Regions from separate parts of the Mus musculus genome. Here regions 1, 2 and 4 are each linked to region 3. The links are chromatin contacts, called in public Hi-C maps. All regions are on one chromosome and are shown on one strand. The core of a region is the stretch at or near the end of the contact, and the rest is flanking DNA. Distances in the headings are between cores, read along the strand shown.

Evidence for each region. A called contact is a pair of places that touch in the nucleus more often than the background predicts.
Region 1: a contact with region 3 is called in a Hi-C map of cerebral cortex, with 5 times the contacts expected there. The contact joins two enhancer-like sites. A contact is called at or near these places in 4 of 484 Hi-C or Micro-C datasets (cerebral cortex, cortical neurons and neural progenitor cells).
Region 2: a contact with region 3 is called in a Hi-C map of cerebral cortex, with 4 times the contacts expected there. The contact joins two enhancer-like sites. A contact is called at or near these places in 5 of 484 Hi-C or Micro-C datasets (the N1E-115 cell line, cerebral cortex, cortical neurons and 1 more).
Region 4: a contact with region 3 is called in a Hi-C map of cerebral cortex, with 7 times the contacts expected there. The contact joins two enhancer-like sites. A contact is called at or near these places in 2 of 484 Hi-C or Micro-C datasets (cerebral cortex and uterus) and 5 of 115 datasets of contacts at active chromatin or transcription factors (embryonic basal ganglia, embryonic stem cells and neural progenitor cells).

What each region holds. Positions count from the first base shown.
Region 1 is chr9:50,062,865-50,066,210 of GRCm38.p6, forward strand. No RefSeq gene overlaps it. Among named protein-coding and RNA genes, the nearest start is that of 2310003N18Rik, 170 kb to the right of the region's middle. Within about 2 kb of position 1,802, at least 33 of the 459 cell types and tissues checked have an H3K27ac peak or open chromatin away from gene starts, as enhancers often do. A contact at or near this core is called in cerebral cortex, where this site is marked.
Region 2 is chr9:49,978,714-49,982,384 of GRCm38.p6, forward strand. No RefSeq gene overlaps it. Among named protein-coding and RNA genes, the nearest start is that of Gm25633, 150 kb to the left of the region's middle. Within about 2 kb of position 2,383, at least 91 of the 459 cell types and tissues checked have an H3K27ac peak or open chromatin away from gene starts, as enhancers often do. A contact at or near this core is called in cerebral cortex, where this site is marked.
Region 3 is chr9:49,617,027-49,620,698 of GRCm38.p6, forward strand. The region is part of intron 1 of Ncam1 (neural cell adhesion molecule 1); the gene reads right to left. Among named protein-coding and RNA genes, the nearest start is that of Gm11149, 100 kb to the left of the region's middle. Within about 2 kb of position 1,880, at least 14 of the 459 cell types and tissues checked have an H3K27ac peak or open chromatin away from gene starts, as enhancers often do. A contact at or near this core is called in cerebral cortex, where this site is marked.
Region 4 is chr9:50,118,290-50,121,837 of GRCm38.p6, forward strand. No RefSeq gene overlaps it. Among named protein-coding and RNA genes, the nearest start is that of 2310003N18Rik, 110 kb to the right of the region's middle. Within about 2 kb of position 1,317, at least 27 of the 459 cell types and tissues checked have an H3K27ac peak or open chromatin away from gene starts, as enhancers often do. A contact at or near this core is called in cerebral cortex, where this site is marked.

The DNA of each region.
Region 1 (3,346 bases), core at 552-3,051, 450 kb after region 3:
TAGCTTATATACAAAGAGATGGTCCAGTGGCTTTATTAGTTATCTATGACCCTAGCTATGGACCTACTCATCGATCCCAGGGTAAATTAGGCCTGTAAGAGTCTTTCTTCATTTTTTTTTAACACAAAGTAAGAGAAGAAGGTCATTCCTTCACCAAGGGCAAGATTTAGGCCAGGAGGCTTGAGAACTATCAGTGACTCATTTTCCCAGTTGCTGAGGAAATAAGATTATGACAGAAGCAAGGGAGAGAGAAGAGGCTACTCGTGATAAAACCCGAACAAGCTGGTAGGGTTATTTAAGTCCCAGTTCCAGTGATCCTTAAGAATCTTTTATCCCTTGAATAATATAAAGCATTCTAGTCCTCTAGTCTCTTCCTGGTACATTTTCATTTGTGTCTAAGACAGTGTGAGTTGGGCTTTTTACATATTATCATCAAATATGCATGGTGAATTCTGAAAGGTTTAGGTTTCATCAAGAGCTACTGGCAAGTGGTATGAACTACCCTGTTAGGAACAGTGCAAAGAGAGTACCCTGGCGTCAGCCTGGATCAGCGTTTGGTTGTATGCACATTTGTTTACTCTTTAGGCTTCTCTGAGTGAGAAACATCCACTTTGTCATTTAAGTGGCAAGAAAATGAACTCTTGTCAGTCCTTGGCACTTTCTATTCAAATATCCACATGAAAGATCCCCGGGGCTGAGATAAAGATAAGATGAGCAAAACCTAGGTATACCATGGAAGGAAGTACCCACTCTCAGAGTCTTGCAAATTCCCTCAGCTTCCTTTCTTACCACATCCTAGCCCCATTTTAGATGTTCCAGATGCTATGAGGACACAGGGTGTGAGCTTTCAACATAGTAGACTGTCAAATTTATTTTGGAACTGAAATCTAAAACAGCGAATTTTCATCTGGCTTTGTCACCAATTCAATATGATCTCAAAAAGACTCTGTAACCTATCTGGGCCTGGGCTTCTTATTGGTAAATTAAGAACAATCACGTCTACTCTGGTTATTTTCAAGCACTGTGATAAGAATAATATTAAATCATGAACGGAGTGGTTAACAGGCTTCTTGGAGGCTGTACAATTCATTCACTGGAACATTAAACCTAATCTCTTACATAAACTCTAGGTTTGCCTGTGACTCGTTTCTTATTTAATTAATTAAACAAATAGGTATTAAGTGCCTACCATGATCAAGGCTGAGAGAGGTACCTGTGGAGAATGAGAAGAAAAATCCAACACATAATATGTTCCATAGGAAATAGAAGTTAGGTGGGATGAGAAGGAAACCACCACCAGGACTCACATAGCTTGATTGATACCCAGTGATTCCCGTAGCCCATTGCCCAGTGGTTATCCTTGGTCTTTCCTTATCTCTTAAGGCAGGTCTACGTTTACTCTTAGGTCCATCTTTTTCCACAGGCCAAAGTTGCTAGGGGAATAACCTGCAATTAGAATTATCTTAGAGAAAAAAGAATTCATCTCAAAAAAAGAGCCAGCTATATATCCTTGACTTACCTGAAGCCTCTGAATATCAGACTTGGAAGACAAAGTTAGCCAGTGAGCAGGTCTAAAAGAGAACTCCTGGTGAATATTCTTTATTACTCTTTTTGGTATTTCTTGACCTTCAATGACACATCTTATATTTTGAGGTCTAAGATAATTGGAAATAAAATGGGAGTTCCAATGTTCAGGGTTCAGAGCCCCTCAGAGAAGTGGCAGGAGTCGGATTATACTGCATGTCCAATACTCAGCAGCAACAGGCGAGGCATAAAGTCCCTGCAAATCTCTCATCCTCTGCTGTCCTATCTGGGGAAAGACATGCCAGCGATTTAACAAGCACAAGGGTGTAAATCACACAGTGAAAACTCTCACCATGGAAGGACAAAGATTTCCTAAAAGAATGAGGGAAAAAAGCCACCCAGTGCTAGGCATTCTAGGAGTTAGTGTTGGTGTCTAAATGTTAAACATTTACATTTTACAGCAAAGTGACATTTTTAAAGGCATTCTATTGCCCATTTGCAGCCATTACTCGCTGTTGGCCATGGACTTAAGGCTGGAGCTGAGCGATGAATCAAAGGCACCCTTTGTACCATGTCACTAAGCAACTGCCTCCTCTTCTGTCTCTCACAGAGCCTGGGCTGGGCACACAGCCTGTGTCATCCACATGGTGAGTTTACGGGTCTTGATTTATGCCAGCCAACGTTTCCTGAGGAAAAGGCAGTTGAGTTTGGGCTTGGGCCATGTCTCGTCGATGTGCTGGGAGGAAAACATGGAGCAAGTGGGGATCAGCACAAGTAGGCAAGGTCAGGCCTGGTGTTTTGTTCCAGATTGCCCTAGCATCTGTAGAATATCGCTTCAGTTCAAAGAAGGCAAGTAGACAGCATGCATGTTGATGAGCTCCTTTGCAATCCAAAGTGGGCATTCCTAGTCTATCATAAAGTATGTTATTGAGCCAGATGTAGCTTGGAATTGTATACGATATATATTTCAAGACTCCCTTACCAACTGGCCAGTTGGCATATGAGATGAGCCTATTTGTCACCCTGTCTATGTGCCAAAGTCTGATTGCCACCTCTTTTTTTTTACATAAGGCTTCAGCATTTCTTCATATATAGCTGTCTCTGTAATGGAAATAACAAGGTTGGGGACAGCTAACCTGCACACTTCTTTGTGTGCATAAAAATCACTTAATCATGCTGGCACTGGACAAGAATTTGATGTTGTCCACAACACGTACACAGAAAGTCATGATGCTTGTCACTTAATGAACACATGCTGTGCATCAGGTATGCAGATGGGTTAACTGATTAGTATTCGCCTTTCACAGTGAACTGAAGGCTCAAAGAAATAAAGTCATCCATAAGACTCAGCCAACCAGAGAGAAGCTGTACTTGAACCCAAGAATGTCTAACTCCAAATAGTTCGTTCTTAGATTAAAAAGTAGACCTTGATACTGGGCACATTGGCTCGCCATCTAAACATTCAAATTTTCTTCTTTGCATCAAGAGGAGAGAGAAGATCCTTTCTTCCTTTCAGAACGTGTCTCCAGATCGTTCCTCACTCTGTCTAGCTTCTAGCTTCCCTGGCAGCTCCTTTAACCCTCCTTGTTTTCAGTTTTCCTTTTAACTAGGTTACAGGGCAAAGTCCAACAGAAAGACAGACCTAAGTGTATGTATGAGAAAGGACTTAACAACAAACATCAGTTATCTCATTTCATAGATGCTAGTAATTGGCTAACAAGGAGGGCTCCTAGCATCCCCACAGTGGGACAAGTATGAGATTCTCATGCTTGGCTCCCAGAATGAACCATCCCTGTCTCTCCTTGCTGAAGCTTTCAGCAAT
Region 2 (3,671 bases), core at 1,133-3,632, 360 kb after region 3:
TCAGATTATACACTAAAACCTTCCTTTCCTTAAAATATTCCCAAGATGCCCCATCTTGCCACACCCTAAAACCTTACTCTTCATTACCTGATTCCTCCCAAGACTTTCTCCTGGAGAAATATAACTATCCCTCAACTTCTCAAAAGAAGAGTTTTGCTACTAATTTTGCCACACAAGGTCCTGAACCACCTTACCCCTCAGGACTTCCATCTATTCCTTGAAGGTTTAGTGTTGTATGCTATTTATTTACTTAGTTTATTTTTACTTTTACCTTTTCTCCTCCTTTTTATTTTCTCTATATCTCCCTTTTCCTTCCTTTCTTCTTCCCATTCTTCTTCCTTTCCCTTACTCTCCTCTTCCTTATTTGTGAGAAAGGGTCTCACACAGTCCTGGCTGACCTTAAAACTTGTTCTGTGGTCCAGGCTGGCTCTGAACTCCTGATCACTCATCTCTCTCTCCCAAATACTTGGATTACAGGAGTGTGCCTCCTTACTTAGCATCATGGGCTACTCTTAAGTAGAGTAATTTCCACCTAACAACTTAATGCCATCAAGTAGCAATATATCTTTAATTCTAGTCACACAATACAAAATGACAAGTTTTATAATTACATACAATATGGTGCAGTACCTACCTGAATTTAGTGTTAAGCAAATTGGGGTAAGAAGCTAGAAGAAGGGAAAAGGGAAGCTAGAGTATCTAAGAGGCCAATATGGTTGGACCACAGAAATTGAGGAGTCCTGGGGATGAGGATGATGCTAGAGAAGATGGGGAGTACCACTCCCTCCCCAGGCAGATTGTCAGATCCTAGAAAGTCCTGTAGGGAATCATAGCAAGTGCTGAGATAAAATGTGTCTACCTGCAACATCCAGTCCTCACTCCTATTCCCTATTTTCCTTTGTCATTTCCTGGTAGGAAAGAGCTTCAATACTACTACTGTAAGCCCCTTGAGGTACCAGTAGCCAGGCCCCCACCCCCAAACTGTTCTAAGGGTTGTAACAACCCTTTACAACCCCCTTGAGATGCAGGCACTCAGACTGACCTAAACACACACACACACACACACACACACACACACACACACACACTCACACACAAGAAGCCCAAGATCAGGCCAAAGAATCACACCAGTCCCTGAGCTTTCTCCAAGGTCAGGCCACAGAATTCTACCAATACCAGGTCATCCTGGAAAGCTGCCATCCACACACACCCCCACCAAGAACCCTACATAAAGCCTGCCTCCTGCTCAGTTCTATGCTGTTCCTCTCATGAGAAGAGGCAGCCACCCTGTTATGTCTTTCTCAATAGATGTCTTGTATGAGATTTGTTGTGCAGCGTGACTTTGTGGTATACCTTGGCTCTTGACTGCCAGGATACCTTCCCCCCAGAGCTGTAACACTTAAAATACCATTTGTAGAAATAATAATAGTAATGGTAGTAATAATAATAATAATAATAATAATAATAATAATTCTTAAAGTATAGTCTCCCAATCATGCATCTGCCTGTTCTTTCTTCCTTGTTCTCCGCAGCCTCTGCTGCCTCCCCCTTTGTCTCCCTTGGCTCTGTTCAAATAAGCACACCTGGTTAGCTCCACCTGCATGTGTGCACCTGAATCCGGGCATCTGGTTAGGTGCAGGAGTCAAAGAAAACCTCACAGTTTCTGGCCAGCAAGCCTGGACTACATTAAAGTGTTTCTCTTGAACGATTTCCAAGGCACTTAAATATTCTTGGTTTCTTAAAACCCAGCCTTTCCAAACCTTCACTAAGACCTTTGTGCATTAGAAAGAATGAGACACCCCCATTGGGCCAACACAGATTTTGCCCGAGGAATCTTGGCTGGAGTTCAGTCCACCTTGGAGGTCACCCGGGTCCATTCATGCAGGCAGCAAAGTATATAACCCCATGAGGCAGGCCTACTTAGAAGACATAGTGAGGTCAGCCAGGAACAAAAGACTCTGACCTCACTCAGGAAGGAAAAGGATCCGGTTGGTATAGGGCTGGAATCACCATCAATACCTCCCCAACCATGGTCTTGAGAGATAGACCATGGACCAGCCTGGCAGAATACAAAGGGCCAAACAGATGTATTCCAGTGCTGTCTCCAACTAGCTATGCGAGCTTGGGCTTTCTGGCGCCTTGTTTTATCAGCTATAAAAGGAGGATAGAAATTTATGTCACATGGGGCTACTGAAAGGGTTAAATGAGAGAGAGCTTGGATGTGAAGCTGCTCTGTTGAATCTGCTCCCCACCCCCTGCCACCAGCAGATGTTAGTTGGCCACTGGCCTCAAGCCAGAGGCGGGGGCAGGGACAACCTGAGCCATGTGCTCCAGCTCCAGGCAATGTTGAGAAGCAGCAGGGCTCCTTCCTTCCTCATGACTCACTGCTGGTGACTAGTGAGGCTGGGAGGCAGCCCATGTTGGTGGGAAGGAAGTTACTCCCTAGATCCATGGAACTGACATACTGTAGAGGGTGGAGGATAGCCTGGTAGGCATGATGAAGCTCCTAAAAAATCTGTCACAGTTTGAGAAATAAAGAAAAACAGGAAATGTTATGGCAAATATCAAAACAATCTTTCTTGTGATGTAGGGACTTGCAGATATGGTTAGGAGCGGGAGTGTGGTGGAGAATTAGGAATTCTGCCTAGGGAGGAACATCTGTGATAGAAACCAGGTGTGCAGGGACACCTGAGTTCCACCTGGCTGGAAGTTTACTAAGAGTAAGGGAAAGGTCAGATGTCCCTGTCACACTACCTGGAGTTTTGTCTCTCTATATGGGGTAGTTCAATCTCCAAGGATTCTGACTCAGACTGGAGTCCAAGGCGATTTTCTTTGGTCATCGTGTGCTTCATGTACTTATCCACTAAAAGCTAAAGGCACACTCACGTTATCCCATTTACTATTGCAGATGCTAAAGTTACAAATGGAATCAAGAGAGGTAGCAAATTTTAATTAGTAATGGATATGCAAGGGTGTGTGTGTTTGTGTGTGTGCATGTGCGTACACGAACATGTATGTTTGATGTAGTCTTTTGACTGTTTGCCTATGTACAACCATTTGGACAAACATGTTTATTAGGCTCATCTGACCATATGTGTAAATATATGTAAGCTTCTACTGTGTTTGTGTGCATCCTTTTTCCCCAATAACTAAGGGCCAAGTGTAAAATGAATTCCCTCCATAGGCCTGAGTTATATGGGTATAGAAAGGGCAGTCACAGGCTGGCGAGATGGCTCAGTGGGTAAGAGTACTGACTGCTTTTCTGAAGGTCCTGAGATCAAATCTCAGCAGCCACATGGTGGTTCACACCTGTCTGTAATGAGATCTGACGCCCTCTTCTGGCACGTCTGAAGACAACTACAGTGTATTTATGTATTATAATAAGTATATCTTTAAAAAAAGAAAAAAGAAAGGACAGTCGCTGGGAGAGACTTTTTGCTGCAGGGATCCTGGAGCTTCTGAGCACACACTGCCTCAGCATCCAGTTCTCTTTATGAGTGGCTGAACTGATACAGATATAAGTGAAGACCTGAGGAATCAGGGAGATTATAAGTAAGAAGGGGGACACAGAGACTAGAACAGGCCAGAGGTTAAAGCTATTGGCAATAGTTGGGGGCTTAGAAATATAAAATGGAGAGGAGGGACCTTGATGCCCTGGTCAATCCCAGAAC
Region 3 (3,672 bases), core at 630-3,129:
AATCAAATTCTAAGAAGCCTCTTAAGGTTGTATTCTCACCTCCTTTGAATCACGGAGAAGAGTGGGGTTCAGTGTGGCTACACAACTTTCTTTAGGTTACTTGCCTAGCGAGCAGGGGTAGACACAGACCTCAAACCCAGACCTGATTGTCAAAGATAGCTCTTTTTGACCCTTTTTGCTCCTTCTTTTCCCACTGACATCACAGACACCTATACCCAGAAGACAGGCTCCTAAATTTACTCCTCTAGCCCAGGCCTGTCTTCTTAGACTCACAGACAGATGACCTCTTCAATTTTCATCTGAAAGCCTCTGCCTTTTGCAAAACTCATCCTTGTATTTCCCATTCAAGCCTGTTCTCTCATTCATACTCAAGGGGGCGCCATCTCATCATCTGCTCACATAGCAAATGCTTTTCTACCTCAAGTAACTCGGAGTTACCAGTTGTTCCGCTTCACTATCTGTGCCTTTCCTCAGAACTTCATCAGTGGAACTGTCCCAGCTCAGGCTTGGGCAGTTCTCACCTGGACCAGTGGCTATTTAATGTGTCTGGTTTCTTTGCTCTGGGTCAAGTCTCAGGGACTCATTCTTCTACTGATATCAAGGCCATCTGTATACTGTGCAGGTATCATGATGCCATTTGGGGGGGGGGGGGGTTGAGGTGGCTTGGTCTCCCACCTAACAAGATGCTTGAGTCAAAGCTCCCAATGTAAGATGTAAAGATGTCTCTGGGTTTCATTGAAGCTATGTCCCATATCTTCCCTGCAGTCTGTTCCTTGAGCATGCTCCCTGTCCTAGGCATGCTGTGCTGCCTGCGGTTCAAGGCACTTCACACCTGTCCTCTCTCTTTCCTCTGCTGGAAGGAACACTTTCTTGATGGCAGCCCTCTCTAGGAAGTCCTACATAAAGCCTGGTCTTTTCAATTAAGTCTTCCCTGATTCTTAACACTCTTCCCACAAGCTCCTGCTGTGCATTAGCGCTTCCCTAATGTCACATGGTGCATCTTTACTTGTCACTTTGACTATCTTCCTGCCCCATTACTTGCCTGTCTGCTTACACATTGCCCTTCACATTTTTTAAAAGAGGGACCAAAGGTTTTATATATGCATATATGTACTTGTACAGGTACATACACACACACATACACATATGTTTATATATGTGCATATATATACAAATATATGTGACAATATAATAGTGACTATACAGTAGTTTTGCTTTTGGAATTTGTATATGTTTTTATCATTGTGTACATGTCTGCATCCATGTGCTCATTTATAGATGGCTGCACTCACCATATTGACTTTGGGTATCTTCCTCTACCTCTGTCCACTTATTTTTTTGAGACAGGGTTTCTCACCGAGCCTGGAGCCTGTCTTGTTGTTTGGCTAGACTAGCTGACCAGCAGGTCCCCAGGATCCATCTGTCTCTGTCATACCCAGAGTTGAGTTACAGGCATATGCCAGCATGCCTGTCTTTTACACGGGTGCTGAGATCAGAAACCAGGACTCAGTGCTTGTGTGGGTAGCTCTTTACCTACTTAGCCATCTCCCAGCCTCAATAGTTTTGTTGGCTGGACCACTAAATAATATTTAAAATTCTCTATGATTATCTACTGGTGCCACTTTCATGAAGAGCATGAACAATGGCAAAGTCGCCCTGGCTAAGGATGGGCCTGGTATGCACAGCGCAGAAAGCATGCAGAGGTAATGCCTGCCTGCCTGCCAAGGCAAAGGGATCTGAAGGAGAACATGTTGGAAATATGCATTTTTCAGCACTGCACCAATATTTTTAGAACACATTACCCTGACTCCTTTCACATGTTGGCTTGGAGACGAGAAGTTGCCAGGCCATGTGTGACAGTTGCTGTCTCCGTTTGCTATAAAAAGAAAGGGAGCCGGCATGTTTCAAGCAGAGGAGCTCAAACGCGGAGTTGTGGAAATGTGCCATGGCCCCAGCAAGGTTCTACAGCTTTTACACTTGAGTACCATGTGCAAAGACAGGGCCTCACCACCAGGACCTCCACATGTGGTGTGTCAAAGTTGCAAAGCCTGAGCTCTGACCTTAAGGGTTGAAAACAAATATTCATTTGTTTAGGGCTCATTGGTCGTGTTACCAAGCTAACAAGCTCCAGGCTCAGTGAGAGACGGTTTTAAAATATATGGTTGAAAGAAGCAGAGGAGGATGCCTGAAATCTATCTCTGGCTCCAGCTAGACTCACACAAGTGATGTGTTCTTCCAACTCACTGTGAGCTTAAGTTTAGGGCGCTTCTCAAATATTTTTAGCTTTCTTTAGAACCCACTCCCCCTCTCCAATTAGATGAACCAGTTCTAAGGTCACTGGCTATCTGAAGGCAATGTGTAGAGGGGTGTTTTCTTGCGATTACAGTCCGTGGAGTGGTCCCTAGACCTCCTCCATCCTTGAGGCCTGTCATCCTGCTGGGGGTTCCTTTTGGTATATCCTTGACAACCACACCTGCCTTCTATCCTTCCTGGTGTCTTGAATGAGAATGGCCCTTATAGCCTCATTAAGTTTGAATGCTTATTCCCCCTTCCCATACGCCCACCTATGGTGGAACTGTTTGGGAAGGATTAGGAGGTGTGGCCTTGTTGGAGGGAGGTGTGTCACTGGGGGTGGGCTTTAAGGGTTCAAAAGCCCATGTCATTCCCAGTTATCTTTGTCTCTTTCTATCTCCTGTTTGTGGATCAATATTAGCTCTCAGCTACTGCTCCAGTACCATGTCTGTGGGCTACCATGTTCCCCACTGTGATGGTCATAGACTCATCCTCTGTAACTGTGAGCTCAATCAAATGTTTTCTCTTAATGTTGCCTTGGTCATGGTGCCTTATCATAGTGTTCAAGGCATGTCTTAATCGAGCTACCAAATCCAGAGAGGCTGAGGACCAGGGAGTTGCTCAGTGGGGTCCTCAATGAGTGTTTGTTGCACTTGAAGCAAGAGGACACACTACTGGTTTGTGACAGGGTCCAAGCTGAGAAACCACTACTAAGGTTTGGCTGGCCAGTGTCATCCTGCAGCCCCTGCTCTGTAGGAAGAGCTTCAGGGAACACTGACAGAGGATGTGGGAGATTAGGATGAGAGAGGGGTAGGATGTCTTTCCTCAAGCTCAAGGGTGGAGTGTGGGATCTCAGAAAACATGCGCTAACTAGGCAACTTTATGGCTTGTTCTATAGAATGGCAAGCCTCCTTTAAAAATGAAAGCTGTATTGACTTGTGCAGGCAGGGGACTGTCTCCTAGCCATGTCCAACTGACTAGTCACTTACAGCCTCCCCAGCAGAAAGGACTTTTTCACTTTGAGGAATTATTTTGAGATCATGAAAGAAGGTCAGTTTGATCCAGCTGTTTTCTCGTGCTCTCCCCGGCTCCCATGTGTGCTGGCTGAGCAGGCTGGAGCTTTTGCAAGTGGACAAGGCTCTGCTCTGCAAGTTTTGCTCTCTGTACTTTGAGTCCTTTCAATTGTGCCACAGTTGCTGTGGTTCAGGCTAAGGCCCATTTAAGATTCAAGATTTGAATTTAGGAGCCGGAGGCAGGCCAGAGTCACCACTTGGAAGGTTGTCGTCTTAGAGTATCAGCAGAGTGTCTGGTGTCCCAGAGAGTAACCTCAGTACCATGGCCTGGCTCAGCTCCTCCTCCTCCTGCACTTTTAGGTCTAAC
Region 4 (3,548 bases), core at 67-2,566, 500 kb after region 3:
CATATTTGAATGCTGAAAATGTAGAACATATGCCACTTGTACTGCTCTGTGGCCTTTGTGAGAAATATAGACACAAGTTAAGCCTGGTAGCCTGTGGATCCCTCTATAAGGTGGGAGAAGAAACCATTGCTCCGTGGGGGTGCTGTAGGGAACAGAGACAATACTCAGTATGTCAGGTGTTGGAGCCACCAGTGTCTTTTCTCTCCCTTCTCCTGACAGTGTGACTGATATGAAGGCTGAATAAGAGTCTCCTGAAACTAGCAATTGGTGCAGTTCCCACATGAGATATGAGGGACACAGAGATATCCAAAGCACTAGGAGACTTCCACCAGAAGTGAGATGCAGGGGCAGATGATGTCGCCCAGAAGACAGGACTCTGTCACTGTGAGCCAGACGTAGCTTCAAAACTGAAGGAAGGAGGGGACTTGGTGGCTCCAGATGCAACTTGCAGCTGTCGTGGGAAGCCAGCCCAGGCCGGCCACCATGGTGCTGTGTGTGTCCTTGATGAGAAAAGGGGCAGTGTGTGTCTGAAAGGACTGATTCACATATCTTCATAAGATTTTGGGATCTGAGCCACCCAGCTGGGACATGCTGTCCATCTGAATCGAGCACCCTCCCCACAGATTAACAGTTCACCTCGTTTCAGACTGTGGAGTGGCTGGGGCTTGGTAGCACCAAGGGCATCCTCTGACTTCTGTGAATCTCCTGTAGGGCTACCCCCAAGGTGGAGTAAAAAGACTCAATCCCAGCTTACTGAGATGGACAACAATGGCTTGTTCTACACAGCCGTGAAAGGGCTTAGGGATGAGAAGATAGCTGTATCGATGGTTTCTAAAAAGAAATTGTAAAAACAAGGAGGGAGGGGGCTCCAAAAAAAATTCACCCTGTGTTCAGCTCTGCCTCCCTAGGAGAAAATGGAGAGAGAATTGCTCTGTTCTCCTTTCTTCTCTAAAAGCATTACTGTTTGGGGGTCCCAGATGGAATCTTCTCAGACTCACATCCCCGCAGCATTGAGGTCCCAGGGCTCTGCGTCAAGAAGCCATGATTGTAGACTGTCAGTGTATAGGGTTGCTATTGCTGTCATAAAACACCATGACCAAAATCAACTTGGGGAAACAAGAGTTTATTTCATCTTACAGCCTAATGTTCATCGTCCAGGCAAGTCAGGGCAAAGCCTCAAGGCAGGAACCTGGAGGAAAGAGCTGATGCAGAGGCCATGGAGAAGTGAGTCTTACTTATCGTTCCTCCTTGCTTGCTTAGCCTGCTTTCTTATACACCCCAGCACCTCCTATCCAGGGGTGGTAGCACCCACAAAGTGTGAAGTGCTCCCACATGACTCACCGACAAAGCACACGCTCCTTGGGCTTGCATAGAGTGTAACGCTATGGAAGCCTTCTCTCAGTTATGTCTCCCTCTTCTCAGAAACTATAGCTTGTATTAAGTTAACAAACAACAGCCAGGATAGTCACAGAAGGAACTTCAGTCCTCAGCAGCTCAGGACTCCTGGTCTAGATGGCATGACACCAAGGGATAGCCGTGAGCAATCCCTGGTGCTTATGAGGCACAATAACCCAAAACCTGGAGGCAGAGAGTACAAGTTATTCATGCGCGGGAGATGTGAATATGTAAGGAGTACCATCGCATACATTTTAATGTCAATGTGATGCCTTCTACTCTGTGGCTTAGAAATAACTGAAAAGAACCAAAATTAGTATCTCAATGAGAAGGAATATTTTTACCTCTCAAAGGAAAATAGAAGCAAGCAAACAACAACATCAGCAAAACCCCCTCTCCTCTCGCTATGGCGAGGCGATGGATGTGAGGCGATGGATGCGAGGTGATGGATGCAGACTGAGAGAAGCAAGCCCGGAGATCTGGCTCTAGTGATCTCCTGAGCGAACGCTCTGAGTGGTTGGTGCAAACAGCAAACTCTAGATCCTGCTCTGAGGTGACATCCTCAAGATCCAAGAGAACAGCTCTGGTTAGACAAAGCACAGCCTGAAGCTTCTCAAGTAGTTTCCCTGTAAGTTTCAAAACCATCTTCTACTGAGTGCTCGATATTTCAATGAACTCATATATTTGCCAGTAGTTAAAAAAATAAAATAAAATAAAATAAAATAAAATAAAATAAAATAAAACAACAAAAGAAACACACTATCGCAGGTGGAAAGGGTTGACCAAAAGAGCTGCCCCTCTCTTAATAAAGAAGGAAAGGAAGAAAGAAAGGAAGGAAGAAAGGAAGGAAAGAAGGAAGGAAGGAAGGAAGGAAGGAAGGAAGGAAGGAAGGAAGGAAGGAAGAGAGAAAGAAAATGGGGCTTTATGGGAAGATTTGCTCTAGGTGGTAGGAGATATGCCTACAGAGATGTGTTAAGTCCTAGGGTAGTTGTCTAAATGACAAAAGCCATCCATCCCTCAGGAGCAGGCCATCTCCCACAACCTGACAGCTTAGGCTCCTCCTTTTATCCCTCAGGCAAAAATGTTCCTGAATGGCCATTTGAGGTGCACAGTGACGAAGGCAGAGACCATGCTCTCCACAAATAATTTTGTTAAGGATGCAAATCCAATCCGGCAGAATCTCCCCTTGTGCAGATTGCTAATGTATTTTAACCACCACATATATTCTTACATGTTCCGTTTCAATAAAGCCTCTTTTCTCTCAGTTGGAGATGCCAGATTTGGACCGAGTATGTTACATCTAGCCAAGAGAACATATTTCCTCCCCGAAACACGGCCTTGACAGCAAAGCAAAGTGTGATTAAGTTGTATCACAAATAGGTGCAGCTCCATCCATCTGGCAAAAGGGGAGTCTGTGCTACCTCATTAAGAAATCAAATGATCTGGGCTGATCAAACATCCCTTTACAGCTTGAGGAAGTGAAGTGGTCCAGTTAGATTCCTGCAAATGGGTGGGAGCTGCTGCCATCCTAACAGAACAAAGCTAGGCGTGAGGACCTAGGAAAGATGTCATTTGTACATATTTGGGTCAGCGATGTACACACAGCAAAGGAAGGCAGTGCAACTTTCTGGAGAATCTTGGCCAGTAACTTGTGAAACACTGATCCAATTTGCTTGGAATTTTAAAAAAAAAAATAATTGGCTCCTGCTGGCTGAGGCCCCGTGCCAACACCTCATGGTAATTCATTTGTGACATTCCTAGAAGAGAGAATGTGCTGGAAGAGATGCAATGATATGTTTAGGAAAGAAGCCTGTCATCCTCTGAAAAGTCTGCAAGAAAGGTAGCAAGCGGCAGGAGGCCAGCAGAGAAGATGCTGGGATGCTGGGGACAAGATTCTCAATTTAAATGGAAGTGGTATGACCCTCTCCCCTTTGCAGGCTCAAGGAAGACACTTGGAGTGACTTTTTCAAGAACCCACATATCTATTGGGCAACCCCAGATATGGGTTTTCTAATACTCTAGACTCCAAGATTATGACTTTGCAAAGAATCCACCCAACACACAATTTCTGGGCTTTGGTAGACATTGCTAAATGCTGGGAGAGCTTTTCAAGAAATATGTGTAATCTTCAAGAAATAAAGGACAGGTCCAAG